Linked DNA regions of Zea mays: region 2 is linked to region 1. Evidence: chromatin contacts called from public Hi-C data. All regions are on one chromosome and are shown on one strand. The core of a region is the stretch at or near the end of the contact, and the rest is flanking DNA. Distances in the headings are between cores, read along the strand shown.

Region 1 (2,745 bases), core at 78-2,577:
GCCCTCACTCCCTCAGCCAGCCGCCGCTCTGCTCTCCTCTCTCCTCAGCCACAGCCGGCCGCCCCCCTCCTCTTCTGCGCCGGCCGCCGCTCTGCTCTCCTCTCCTCAGCCACACAGCCAGCCGCCACTCTCCTCTCCTCAGCCAGCCACTGCTCCTCAGCCAGCCGCTGTGCCGCCGCCCTCGTCTTCTCCGCCGGCCACGAACTGCGACACTACGCCCACAGCAGACCATATTGGTGAGTACTGATTTTGTGCAACCATATTGCCCAACAGTGAATCAATCATTCAAGCTCTATTTGCTCAACCATATTGGTGAGCACTGATTGTGCAACCATATATTCTTGATGATCTTGATGTGGAAGAAGAAATTGAAGGAAGCAATAGTGGAAAAGATGGTGATGATCAAGGCGTGGATGCTCATGGTCTTCATATTGATGAGTTCGATGATGGTTACTTATCATGCATAAGTTGTAACTTATGTGGTTGAACTTGTGTTGTTAAACTTGATCTGTTTCTTTTTATGCTATTTGGTTTGTGAACTCAACTTATGTATGAACTTATTCTATATTTGAATTTCTATGTCAAGTATGAAAGACGTTTCAACATTCGTTTAAACGTTTAAATGTTAAAAAGTTGGTTCATAACGTTTTACCGCTTTAATAACCATGACTATATCCCACAACATCAGAACACCCATACATGTACTTATCATGTTAGCCCAACCTCCCACCCCAACCACACTAGTTAGAAACTCAAAACTACCAAGTGAGCAATCACACATAGATTAAGCCACCTTCCAAAAATCACAGCAGCATCCCTTGATTTGAGGTACGCAGCAGAACTGTACCCTCGATAGTCAACAACCAAATCCAACACCATGCAACCAACTTTTGACACACCAAAACGCGTAGGATCCACCATACAATACCTGATACCCCGCACACTAGACCCAAACTAAGGTTAACCAATGCTATACAGACCTCTACCAGATCATCGGCCCTGTTCTCTCTTGCGGGAGAATCTGCTCTGATGCTAATCAATCAACATTCAAACCATGGAAGATGCCGTAGGGAAAACCGCAATGGAGAATGAGACCACGCTAGCCTTATAAGCATGGGTTGACCCAGACTGGACAGCCCACCTGACCGCTGCGGCCGAGGGTGATGGTGACCTGGTGCCTCGAAGACGCCGACGAGGAAGCCATCTCCACCGCAGCCGACGCAGTCACGCAGAGGACGGCTTCCGCCGGAACCTTAGAGAGGCGAAGGGAGTGGCGCGACCGGACGGAGCGGCTAGGGTTTCAGGGGAATGAAGATTGGGGATGTGCGTTGAAAGTGAGACGTCGTTTACCGGCGCCGGGGACGGAACGGAAGTTGTTGCGTCGCTGGTCGCTGCACACAGACGCAGGTGCGTGCGGGCCTTTTGCGCTTTCCAGATTTCGACGTGCGAGTGTTTGGATGACTCAAGTCTCCAGCTCTAGCGGGAGATTGTTTATAATATTAATTTAAATAGTTTTAAAATTATTTTAATCTAAATAATAAACAAATAGATTATCTAAATATTTTTAAAGGCGTACACGATTTTCTAAAGCACCTAATAATCTACTTACTAATTTTATCAAATTTTCTAAAACTGCAACTGTTCTAAATAAGTCCTAACTTTCTACTAGCAAAATATCCTCTTGCAATGGGTTATACATCTTAGTTTTTCTAAAAAAAATATTGTGCTCCATTTCTTGTCCTGGTCGACTATAGATATACAGCCGGACCGCGCAACACGGTCCAAGTCCGAAAAGACATGGACGGTTATAATTGAATTTTGGACCGGTCTGGCTCATAATTATTACAGCACGTGGCGGGCCAGTTCATGGGGCTGGACTCTCAGCCCAGCATTATTAATTAAATGTGCTGGACTCATTTTGGGACCTAAATATGGATGGATCCAGATATCTATTTGGATGTTAAAATTTTGGCCTTTGTTGGGGACTTGCTCTCAAATGTTATAAATTGAGAACAAGGCAACACCAAAACAGGTTACTTGTCAATGTCCTTCGTTCTTCGAAGCATTATGTCCTCAAGGATATAATGATCTTCGAACGAAGGTCATGAATGGCATACCTTCATCATCTCAACATATATATATATCTATACTACTTATTAAGACTCTAAGGGGTAGGCTGCCCCATTCCTGGTTCTGCCATTCCGATTCCCATGTCCCGTGGCGCCATTCCCATGTCCCACCCGTAGCGTTGCCATTCCGATTCCCATGTCCCGTGGCGCCATTCCCATGTCCCACCCGTAGCGTCACCCGTAGCGTTGCCATTCCGATTCCCATGTCCCGTGGCGCCATTCCCATGTCCCACCCGTGGCGCCATTCCCATGTCCCACCCGTAGCGTTCTGCCATTGTCGGGTCCAAAAAATCTAGCTGTGTAGGAATAAAAGCTCGCGCACAGCCAAGCCTATACAGGTTGCCGCCCAACCAAGACCACAATGTTGTATCCGCACTGACACTTATAAACAGATGCGTGCACAGTTTAGTACCTGATGTGGTACTAAGTTTGGCTTGCAAATACGAAATACACGCTTTCTGGGAGGCCCATTTGCTTGTTGTGGCCCAAACCAAAGCTCACTGTCGAAGCACGGTTAGCGCCTCAGCTGCCCCCCGCGCGTCGTCGCTCCCGTCGCCACAGCACGACCTCCGCGTTCTCCGCCCCTCCCCCACCCTCGCGCACCGTCTCCTCGCTA
Region 2 (2,700 bases), core at 172-2,671, 210 kb after region 1:
GATCGGTTGTCTCTGAGTTACGCATACCGAGTCTCACTTAAGCAATGTCCATCTTACTTGTGATGTCCATCATCTATAGATAATTCAGTCTTTGGACCATCACACTTGTTCACTTGAGTTGAACCCTGTTAGCTTTGCATTATGCACCTGTTCAACACTTAGCACACTTGTTAGTCCTATAATTGGGTTGTCATCCAAACCACCAAAACCCACAAGAGAGCTTTCAATCTCCCCTTTTTGGTGATTGATGGCAACACAATTAAAGCTTACACAAGAATAAGATTTAAAGCACAAATTTTGAATTCTAAGTTTATAGAATGCTCCCCTAAATATGTGCTTACATTAAAATCTTAACTTTGGCCTTATATGCCAAATTGCACATACTTACGCTAATTCAAAGCATTACTACACCTTAGGCTAATTCAAAACCCACAAGAGAGTTTTCAATATATCAAGAGAATACATCTTCAAATTATTCGTAGCTTTGTTGTAGATTAAAAAATCGTATGAGAAAGAGAAAGCAATGTTTTTTATAACTTTTGTGAAGAGATAACAAATATTAAAGCATAAAATAATTATTTAAACGCTAGTTTTCTAATTTATGCCTCACTTCGTGTTGTGGTGGCCTAAACACGATATCTATCGTGAATAAGTTTGAGGCACGACACGTTTCATTCTTCTTTACGTCGAGCCGTGTTCTGAGCTCTTGCTTCCATGTCGTGGATCTTGTAGCTGGTGATTTTTTTTATCTTGTACCTGCGTGCGCTCGGGCCGACGAGACGACCGACTGATGAGCGAGAAAGAGCCAGGGAGTGCGCCGGCGGGTGGGACAGTGTTTTGGCTGTGCGTAATTGCACGGGAAATGGACCCCCGTCATCATTCCAGTTCCAGGTACTAGCGTACCGTCCGGGAGGAGCGGCTGCGCCTTCACGTGACATGATGCACCGCCACGCGCGGCCGGCCGTATGCGGCGCCGGCGGCGCTTCCTTCGGTTAGCAGGTAGTAGTAGTAAGTAGGCAGGCAGCTCGCTCCGCCGACAGACTGCCCTCCCCCGTGATTTTGGCGCGCGCACGCCCGCTCGCTCTACACCGCTTCAGCCGCTCAGCGGACGCGACTCGCCGGGGGCCGGTAGCGAGCATGACGAGCACCATCATGCCTGCGCTTGGCAGTTGGCACGTCGCCGGCGGTCGTCCTCACGCAGAAGGTAAGGCTGGGGTCCGCCGGGCAAATCGATCGATGCGTCGGTGGAAGATCCAGCGGGCAGTAACCCCAGGAGGTCGGCGGTCACGGGCGCTCGCCCGTGAAAGACGTCCACCGAGGGAGACGACGTGATTTGCGGTCACGGGAGGGAGGAAGGCAGCGCACGCGTGGCATGAAGCTACTAGTAGTCTACGATCCGGCCTGGCTGCGACGATCGGCCCTGAGCGCACGGGAGACAGGGCCCGGGAATCGGATTTCGAAGGAGCGGACTCGGGCGCCGGCCCACTCTCCGGACGCCGCAAGCGAACTGGGCCGAGAAGCCAACAAATGGCTGAGAAGCCTACTAACGCGCCGTGCCTATGGCCTCTGCGGCCCATACGAACTTGTTCCCTTGGCTACTGCCTACTAGTGGCCACTGCTTCAGCGCGCGTTGTTGATGTTAAGTAACCCTAATTAGGGTTATGTGGGCAAATACCTGCTTTGCCCCTGAGGGGTCTCACATCTCTATATAAGGAACCTGTACACTCCCTCATAATACAGAGAAGAGAAAGAGGCCAGAGGCCCAACCCTACCCATGTGTCTCGTGTGTTTCCTCTGTCGTGCTTATGGGAAGGGAGACGGGTCTTCTACAGCTTCTCGCGCCTCTACTGCTGACGGGAGGGAAAGGAGCGGATCTGGTGATCCGTGGTGACGTAGTTCTCAACACGTTATCAGCACGCTCTACCTCGACGTTGCTGCGAGATTGGATCTGCATCAACTCTCCGTCAATCCGGCAGGTCTCCGGCCTAGCCGAACTGTCCTACGCGACAGTCTTCGATTCCTCTCCTACGCAATACAATGGTATGTCTTTCTGTATAGATTGAATACATAGTTCGCGGTGATAAAAATGGTGGCGACTCTGCTGGCCACGATGGGGAGATAAGCTCCTGGCCGCCGGAAGCGGATCAGACGCTAAATGGCATGAGTTTCCATTCCAACCAATCGGCGAGGAACCACCCCGCATGGCTGCATGCAACCTGTACAACGCGGCCACAATCTGTACTACGCAGGCACCAATCTATTTTTCCAGGAGAAAAAATAGTAACGGGTCACGTACCTATGCAACATGCGTAACGTGGAGCGCGGCCTCGGGCCAGGAGTGGGCCTTGCACGGTCGTCGCGCGCTCCATGTGCTCCCCGATCAAAGCTGTGGGCAGTTGAGAGCGCTGTGCTCCCGGTCAAATCGGCTGGTAGTTAAACGCTATGCATGTGTGGCACTCGTACTTGCCTACTTGGGAGCAATGTACAAAAAAAGAACTGGAATTGCAATGGTTGCATACTTGCATGCATATACGCCTCCAACCTTGCATGCAGACTGACTTGACGCTTGCATGTGATACTCTGATAGTTACTGAGCACGCGATGGTTGGCTTGAAAATCGCCCTAGAAAATTCTGGTTGAATTATTTCATATATGCTCTATGTTGTTTATTCTATTTATTTTCGGTTACAAATAAAAAAT

The links. A called contact is a pair of places that touch in the nucleus more often than the background predicts.
Region 2: a contact with region 1 is called in a Hi-C map of ear, with 3 times the contacts expected there. The contact joins the enhancer-like site here to the promoter of LOC100381656 in region 1. A contact is called at or near these places in 3 of 25 Hi-C or Micro-C datasets (ear, leaf and tassel).

Annotation. Positions count from the first base shown.
Region 1 is chr2:42,356,014-42,358,758 of Zm-B73-REFERENCE-NAM-5.0, forward strand. LOC100381656 (Sterile alpha motif (SAM) domain-containing protein) reads right to left here and starts at 1,328. Exons shown (of 6, transcript NM_001174471.1): 1 at 1,142-1,328.
Region 2 is chr2:42,563,725-42,566,424 of Zm-B73-REFERENCE-NAM-5.0, forward strand. No RefSeq gene overlaps it. Among protein-coding and RNA genes, the nearest start is that of LOC109944162, 19 kb to the right of the region's middle. Within about 2 kb of position 1,422, at least 20 of the 20 cell types and tissues checked have an H3K27ac peak or open chromatin away from gene starts, as enhancers often do. A contact at or near this core is called in ear, leaf and tassel, where this site is marked.